Regions from separate parts of the Macaca mulatta genome. Here region 1 is linked to region 2. The links are chromatin contacts, called in public Hi-C maps. All regions are on one chromosome and are shown on one strand. The core of a region is the stretch at or near the end of the contact, and the rest is flanking DNA. Distances in the headings are between cores, read along the strand shown.

Region 1 (4,621 bases), core at 577-3,076, 75 kb before region 2:
ATAATAACATTAAGTAAAAACACTAGGACACAAAACTGTATGTGTGTATATAGGACTTCATTTCTGTTAAAAATGAAGATTAGAAACAAAACTGGAAGATTTGATCCAAACTGTCAACATTAGTCACCTCTAAGTTCTGGGATTACGGGTAATTTATTTTCCTGTTAACAATTTTCCATGCTTTCTAAATTTTCTACAAAACATAAATTATATAAATTTATATAATTCATCAAGAAATAAATGTATAGATTTATAGAATCTATAAAGTCATAAACTTATTACATTGATAATTAGAAAGCAAAGTTGACCTATTCTGCTAATATGGGCTGAACAGAAACAGCAATTTGTTCCAGGGCTAAAGACATTTACATTTCAAAAAGATATGCATGAATTAGTTCCTATAAGTACTTCTTGAAGGCTCAAAATTTAAAACAAGATCAAGACCACTAAATTCTTAAATAGTGACGAATGTAAGGTAACATGAATTAATTCTTATAAATACTTCTCGAAGGCTCAAAATTTAAAACAAAGATCAAGACCACTAAATTCTTAAACAGTGATGAATGTAAGGTAACAACTACATCTTAGGATCAAATTAGAGTTACTGTAAGAAAGCATTCCTACTATCATGAGTGGATTTGAAAACATGTTGAAAAATCCCATCGAAGCTGACAGAGCACTGAACCAACTTCTACCTGGAACTTGGTGACAGTGACTGATTTGTCTCTAACCATAAAGCCCATCAAAAACCAAGATTGTCTACTTAGTAGTAAAAAATAATAACGACGATGATAGGAGGATTCTGCTGAACTCATGTTTTCAATGGACCAAAAAAATCTTCCCCTAGGTATGGAGAAGTAACTCAAGTGGAAAGAAGGGATGCTTGAAATTATTGCAAACTCTTTATTCATTACATAGATTAGCCACTGGTGGGTACCATGCATCCAGGATTTATGAAGATTTCAAATACGCCGTCCTTTTGCCCCCATAACCACACTCAAACTCGTGAGACCATGTGCCTCTATTTTTAATTACGAAAATAAGGACGCTGTATCTCCACCGGTGGTTAGAACTGCGAAACATCCCAACCACAACGTCCAGAAGGGCGACTGATCGCAGAGCTTCAAGTGATCTTAACTACGTTATGTGTTCCTGACACACTACAGCTGTGTTCCGAGGGTCTGGGACGCAGGGCAGAACCATTACTGTATTAAGCTTTCCCGCTCATGGGACGCGGTGCTCAGTCCCCGGGGACCGACAGGGGCTCCACCAACAACTCTGCGCCTCCCTCTCGCGGCCCGGACGGCAGCAGCGCAGGTAACTGGAAATGACTGGCAAGAAAAGCACCTTTTAAAATAACAAAAACAAACCACTTATCAGGAACTTTTCCAGCCTGGAATGAGGAATATTTATAAAAACAGTGGTAGAATATTAGGACATTTCTAGGCCCAGTTTCACCAAGTGAAAAGACCTGGGATAAGACGAGCCCAGGGCTGCACTGGACTTGCGGGATGCAGAGACTAACCAGAAGGGCCCTGCCGTCGAGGGACCCTAATCTCTGTACGCTTCGGGGGCGCCCGGGTGGCAGCCGGTGTCCCGCCGCGTCCCTGAGAGGCTTCGGCCTTGTCCGACCCCAGGCTGAAGATCAGGTGGCCCGGGGCCAGCACGTTACCTGCAGCAGGTGCAGCTGGGCCACGAGACCCCGCGGCAGGTGGAGGAAGCAGTCGCGAGCGTTGGTGAAGGCCACAGTCACTGCCGCCCCGCCTCCCCCAGCACCCGCCAGGCGATCGCTGCCCCACATCGTCCCGAAGCGTCGCTCTGGGTTTGCCCACCCTAGCGCCGCAAAGGACACGGGACCTGGCAGGCCGAGGACGTCGGAACCGGAGGAGATCGATCGGCCCCGCCCCCTGAGGCCCCGCCCCCTCTCCCCGCTGCGCGTCTCGCCGTAAGCCTGTAGTGGGGTGGGACAAGAAAGCTTCTGTCACCCACCGCGCCTCTCCGCCAAGCCGCTCGGGGGCGGCACCTCGTTCATCAAATCCTCGCACGCAGGAAACGATGGCCGACGCTGTCGATTCTTCAGCCAATCCTGACACTCCTTAACTCATCCCGCTCTCTTATTGGATAAAAGGGAGGTCAGCAGGGCGGATGTTGTCCTCCCTGCGAGGATCAAAGTAGGCAAGATGGCGTCCAGCGGTGGGGAGTTAGGGAGTTTATTTGACCACCACGTCCAGAGGGCGGTGTGCGACACGCGGGCCAAATATCGGGAGGGACGACGGCCTCGTGCTGTCAAGGTAAAGTGATTTTTGGTTTCATTCGCTCTCCTCGGTAGCTTTTTGTGAGCGCTAGCGCCATATGGCTAACCTACGGAAATAAAGGCACGACAAGGCTTCCGTCAGATCTGTCGCTCATTAGAGCTGGCGTGAAGAACCCTGGGCCAGGTACCAAAGATTCTCACGACCCTTTTGGTCAACTATTAGAACATCAACTCCACGAGAATAGGGCTTGGTTTTAGTCATTGGATCTTCAGTGTTTACAGTACTACTTGGCACAGGTAAGCGCTCAGTGAATATTCGTTGAGTGATTGTTCCCAGTGACTTCTGCCGACTCAATTTCTGGAAAAAAATGTCGACTGAAGGTAGTCTGTTATATGCCTTAGGTAGCCTCTCACATGGACTGTTACTCTTTATGCAGAGGGAATGGCAGAAATTTTATTTTGTGTTTTTTGCTGACTGGGTTGAACAGATTATTTCTTGTTTTCAAAGTTCTGTTTAAAAAAAAAAATAGAGGCAGATTCGTCCTAGGCTTATTTGCGAAATACGTTTAATAACTATGCATTTCTTTCAGGTATATACAATCAATTTGGAATCTCAGTACTTATTAATACAAGGAGTTCCTGCTGTGGGAGTCATGAAGGAATTAGTTGAGCGATTCGCTTTATATGGTGCAATTGAACAGTACAATGCGCTAGATGAATACCCAGCAGAAGACTTTACTGAAGTTTATCTTATTAAATTTATGAACTTACAAAGTGCAAGGTAAGGTGCAAGTTAAGCAATGACTCGTTTCATTTCCTCCATTCATATTTCTGTCATTTTGGCCCCAAGTTTCCCTCATTCATATCTGAATTACCCCAAAATGTAATCTAGCATATCTTCCTACAGCCTTTTTACAGGTTAACTTTACTGAAACACTGTATCCATCACATCCCATGCTTAACAATTTAATGTCCTGTAGCGTGGTAGAGTAAAAGTTGGGTTTGGCCAGGCACGGTGGCTTACGCCTGCAATCACAGCACTCTGGGAGGCCGAGGCAGGCGGATCACGAGGTGAGGAGTTTGAGACCAGCCTGGCCAACATGGTGAAACCCCGTCTCTACTAAAAATACAAAATTAGCCGGGTCTAGTGGCGCATACCTGTAATCCCAGCTACTCAGGAGGCTGAGGCAGGAGAATTGCTTGAACCCAGGAGGCAGAGGTTGCAGTGAGCCGAGATTGCGCCATTGCACTCCAGCCAGGGCAACAAGAGGGGATCTCCGCCTCAAAGAAAAAAAAAATGGGTTTGAGGGCTGGGCGCCAATAACTCACGCCTCACGCCTGTAATCAGAGTACTTTGGGAGACCGAGGCAGGCAGATCACTTGAGGTCAGGGGTTCAAGACCAGCCTGGCCAACATGATGGAAACCCCGGCTCTACTAAAAATACAAAAATTAGCTGGGTGTGGTGGTGCAGACCCGTAGTCCCAGCTACTCAGGTGGCTGAGGCATGGGAATCGCTTGAACCCGGGAGGTGGAGATTGCAGTGAGCAGAAATCACACCACTGCACTCCAGCCTGGATGACAGAGCGAGGCTCTGTCTCAAAAAAAAAAAAAAAAAACAGAAAAAATTTGGGTTTGGCGCCAGGCATGTGGCTCACACCTGTAATCCCAGCAGTTTGGGAGGTGGAGGTAGGCGGATCACCTGAGGTCAGGAGTTCAAGACCAGTCTGGCCAACATGGTGAAACCCTGACTCTACTAAATACAAAAATTAGCTGTGTTGGTGCAAGCCTTTAATCCCAGCTCCTGGGGAGGCTGAGGCACAAGGATCACTTGAACCCAGAAAGTAGAGGTTGCAGTGAGCCAAGATCATGCCATTGCACTCCAGCCTGGAAAGAGTGAGACTGTCCCAGAAAAAAAGAAAAGAAAAGAAAAAAAAGTTGAATTTGATCCCAGCACTATGGAAGGCCAAGGTGGGCAGACAGCTTGAGCCCAGGAGTTCGAGACCCGACTGGCCAACATGGCAAAACCTCACCTCTGCTAAAAATACAAAAATCAAGGTGGGCGTGGTAGTGCATTCCTGTAGTCCCAGCTACTTGGGAGGCTGAGGTGGGAGAATCAGTTGAGCCCAGGAGGTGGAGGTTGCAGTGAGTCATTTATGGACCACTGCACTCCATCTTGGGTGATGGAGTGAGACTATGTCTCAAAAGAAAAAAAAATGTTGGGTTTGGAGTAAGTTTTCCATTTCCACTGCTTACTAGCTTTGTGATCTTGGACAAGTTATTTAACCTGTTTAAGTTTTTCCTGTTCCGTAAAATCTATATGGTAAAGGGACCTATCTACTTCTTGAGGTTGTATGAGGATGAAATGA
Region 2 (4,462 bases), core at 9-2,508:
CATTCGTTTTACGTGCATTTTCCTCATTTTGCTACTCTGGCTAAAACTCTGTCACAGGCAAGCCCAGTAACTGTCAGGCTGCAACCTAAGCTTATTGCTATTTCATTATGTTTATCACCCATTCAATCTGATTCATAACCTGAGTTTTTCAGCTCCCCCGCCCCAGCGATCTAGAATGCTTTCCTCCCATCTCCGCTTCTCAAAAGCACCTTTTCTTCTGAATGCCTTTAGAATTTCTAATATCTGTCAAGGACCACTTCCTACTCTTTCTGCTATAAGTTATTTATGTATCTCTTTTATCTCATTTACTAGAGTAATAATTTTCATGCTCAGTACTAGCTCACACATCTTGCCTTTTGTGGTTTCAATTATTCTGTAAGGTTGTAGATAATAATGATCCCCTTTAATAAACTAAGGCACAGAGAAGTAACTTGTTCTAGGTCACCCAACTTCCGACGGAACAAAACTGACATTCCAGTTTTGTGTTGGATTCGAAAGCCAACTATTTTCACGCCATTCATTCCTTCACAGTGTCTATGGGTGCCAGGTCCTATAGGGCGCTGGAAACACGAAGGCCAATGCTGCCATCCCATTTTCAAACGGGAGCCTGCTTGTCGCTAAAACCAGGCGCGCTGCTGGCCCTCCGGGACCAGTCGAGGCCTCTGTGCCTCCCTCCCACTTGGGTGCGCAGTTGGAGAGGGGTGCGCAGTTGCAGAGGGGTGCGCAGTTGCAGAGGAGTGCGGACCTGGGGTGGCCGATACCGAGGAGCGGGTGAGTCGGGCGCCTCCCAGGGCCTAAGACTTCGGAGTTACATGGCGGGGCGGGAGAGGGGGATTTCCCCGAGCCCTCGCGGTTCTAAGTGGGCACTGGGGGCCCGCGTACAGGAGGCAAGGGTGCAAAGGAGCAGCGCCAGAAAGAGAGGCGAGGCGAAGGAAAAGGGGCGGGCAAGAGAGAGCTGGGGACCCTAAAGCGCCAACTGCGTGCGCGGCGCACGCGCATCTGGGATCGGCGGAGGGTGCTGGGTCTCCGGGCCCCACATCCGAGGGCTGCCGCTTGCCCTCCGGCCCGGCCGGGACAGCGACGGGTCTCGCTGTCCTGCCGCCCGGCCCTGCATCGCCCTATTGTTTTCCCCGCTGAGTACTCACCACCCGATTGTCCCGCTTCCCCATGGTGCTGGATTGAGCGCACAGTCGCACGCCAAGGGAAACCGGGCCGCAGAGACTGCCGAAGCAGGACCGCCACAGGTCCTCCTACCGCCTCCCCACTCCGCCCAGAGAGCGGCACCACGCGGACTCGACAGCCGCACTTGACTACAGCGCCCCCTATCGCTGTGGAGGACAGCCGGCTCCAGCGATCGCTGCAGTTGGCTGAGCGCCTGCGGGAGTCCGGTTGTTTATTAGGCACCCAAGAGCGGGCGACTCTGCACTTATGCACCGGAGTCCCACCAAGGCAGCTCGCTTCAGTTTGGCCTTGGATTGTTTTGCTTTCTTCCATTCTTTTTTTTTTTTTTTTTTTGAGACGGCGTCTCTCTCAGTCGACCAGGCTGGAGTGCAGTGGCACGATCTCGGCTCACTGCAGCCTCCACCTCCCGGGTTCAAGCGATTTTCCTGCCTCAGCATCCCGAGTAGCTGAGATTACAGGCGGCCGTCAACACGCTGGGCTAAATTTTTTGTGTTGTTAGTAGAGACAGGGTTTTACCATGTTGACCAGGCTGGTCTATAACTCCTGACCTCAAGTGATCCGCCCTCCTTGACCCAAAGTGCTGGGATTACAAGCGTGAGCCCCTGTGCTTGGCCTTTCTTCCATTCTTGATGCGCTGAAATATGCGAGGGTACACAAAGATTCTCCCGATGCTTATTTTGTGCTTGACAGAGTGCAAGTGCTGGGGACAAAGTGAGGACCAAGGAGCCTTGGTCCCTCACGGAGCCCATCGGCTGGTGGGGGGAAAGGCAGTGCTGTCATAGACGCCGCTAACGAAATCACCCTCTAATTTCAATCCCATTCATTCATCACCTATGCATTCATTTCACACTAATTTTTGAACATGTCGTTTGTACAGTTTTCACTAACGGGGTGGCTGGAAGCTGGAGCTGGGTAGGGCACAAAGATGATTAAGAAAAATCCCTATTGTCAAGGGGCCTGTTTATAAACTCGTAAGGGCGGTAAACACACACAGGGTCAAATTTACTGCATAGCATATCATAACATTGGCACTTCCGTACCGCAACTTTAAGGAAGATGATCTGGGCTCCAGAGAAGATAATCACATTTAGTAAAGCGACCCCTCTGGGTTCATCTTAGCAAGTGTCATTAGGAAGTAGTTGAAAATCAATTAGGATCTTCTCCGGACTCTTGGAAATGGCAAAATGGGAATTACACTCATTACATACAAGAACATGCTTTAAAGTCATCTTTCCCAATCTCTGCCTCCCTTCCTGCATTTTTCATGCTACACTATATGGCAGATGTTCCCGACTGCCATTTTCTGTCTCAAAACTTTTCCAAACTCTCACATGCAGTCCTTGGTGGTTCTGCTCCCTACTAAGTATTGTTTATTTCTCAGTAACCCACTTTCCAAAATGAGGCCTCCAATCTCTCATTTTTCCTCCTCCTCCGTTACTCCTGACTTAAGCTGGGGACTCTGACTAAAGACAGGCTTCTTTTTATACACAAGACGAAGAGGAGAACCTGTTAATGTTAAGTTATTCTTTCTTTCCTGGCTTATTTTTCATGTGTTAAATATTCTAGGCATTTGACAGATATTATTTTTAATACTCCAACATGATAAGCATGAGAATACCTGTGAGACAATATAGTTTTTTCTTCTTTTTCAGCTCCTTGGTTGGCCGATTGTACAGAACACAGAAATTTTTAAAAATATGGTATAAGTCAACAGAAAGGTTGTATTTCCTTTAGAAGTCTCTCTCTCTCTCTCTGCCGGTGTACACAACCCCTCCTGGATGAAACATGAATCCCTGGGGGGAGAGAGAAACAAGAAAATGACCAGGGGCCTGTGGAGACAAAGAAGATGGCAAGAGCTATCGGGAGCTCATCTGAGTGGACTCCATAAAGACCAAATCAGTCCAAGACTTCTCAGGATATAATTCAGTGACAGAAAAAATCTTTACACATTCTCTGCACATGTGTGATCTGCTAATAAATACACTTCCCTGATAACAATGGGCCTACATGCCCTTCCAAATGTTCTAGGCATAACCAAGAGATTACATTCCATTTTGTGGATGACAAAAACTGAGGCTAAGGGAAGCTGAGTAATTTGTGCCGGCTTCCACAGCAAGAAAGCAGAGAAGCTGGGGATTCAAACACAGGTGTGTCAAACATGAAAGCATTTACAAGATGCAGTCTCTATTAAATACACACGCAGAAACATAGACATGCATAGACACACACACACACCATGAAAGCATATGCTTTCCTTACAAAATCACACTGCCTTTGAGAGGGGAGAGAAGAGAAGGAGGTTTGAGAAGTGGCATTTCAGGTGGATTGTGACCCTGGGCCAGCTTCCCTCAGAGGAACTGAGAGGGAAGGACATTACAGAGGGAATAGCTTGCATGAAAGAGTGGTGATGTGGTCAGGTTGGGCAGCATAGAATACATATGATAGAGGGGAACAGGCTGGAAAGGTACACTGGGGCTGGAGGCAAAGGAACTTGAATGCCAAAGGAAGAAGTTATATTTTATTCTGCAGGCAGAGCCTTTTTTTTTTTTCTTTCTGAGACAGAGTTTTGCTCTGTTGCCCAGACTGGAGTACAGTGGTGAGATCTCAACTCACTGCAACCTCTGCCTCCTGGGTTCAGGCGATTCTCCCGCCTCAGCCTCCCAAATAGCTGGTATTACAGGAATGAGCCACCACACCCGGCTAATTTTTGTACTTTTAGTAGAGACGGGGTTTCACTGTGTTAGCCAGGCTGGTCTCGAACTCCTGACCTCAGATGATCCGCCCACCTCAGCCTCCCAAAGTGCTGGGATTACAGGCGTGAGCTACCACACCCAGCTGTAGAGCCTTTTTAAAATTAATGTTATTTTAATTGACAAATCACTGTATACATTTATGGAGTACAATGTGATATTTTGTTATATGTATACAATGTGGAGCGATTAAACAAATTAACATATCCATCACCTTGCTTACCAATCTTTTTTATTGTGAGATATTTGAAATTTGCTCTTGGTTATTTTGAAATATATGATACATTATTATTGACTGTAGTCACCCTGCTGTGCAGTAAATCTCAAAACTTATTTTTCTTGTTTATTTAAATCTTTGTACTCTTTGATCCACAACTCCCACTTCCCTCCCTTCCCACTCCTCCAGCCCCTGATAACCAAATTTTGCTCTCTACTTCTATGAGTTCAACCTTTCCAGATTCCATGTATGGTGAGATCATGCAGTGTTTGTCTTTCTGTGCCTGACTTATTTCACTTAGTATAATGTCCTC

Evidence for each region. A called contact is a pair of places that touch in the nucleus more often than the background predicts.
Region 1: a Hi-C map of CD4 T cells shows a contact between it and region 2, with 2.5 times the contacts expected there. The contact joins the promoter of PEX1 here to the promoter of FAM133B in region 2. A contact is called at or near these places in 3 of 14 Hi-C or Micro-C datasets (CD4 T cells, fetal cortex germinal zone and liver).

The regions. Positions count from the first base shown.
Region 1 is chr3:126,863,173-126,867,793 of T2T-MMU8v2.0, reverse strand. PEX1 (peroxisomal biogenesis factor 1) reads right to left here and starts at 1,826. Exons shown (of 25, transcript XR_013415456.1): 1 at 1,673-1,826. It overlaps RBM48 (RNA binding motif protein 48), which reads left to right and starts at 2,151. Exons shown (of 5, transcript XM_015134238.3): 1 at 2,151-2,291; 2 at 2,845-3,035. The coding sequence starts at 2,181.
Region 2 is chr3:126,788,025-126,792,486 of T2T-MMU8v2.0, reverse strand. It overlaps FAM133B (family with sequence similarity 133 member B), which reads right to left and starts at 1,258. Exons shown (of 11, transcript NM_001261033.1): 1 at 1,146-1,258. The coding sequence starts at 1,169.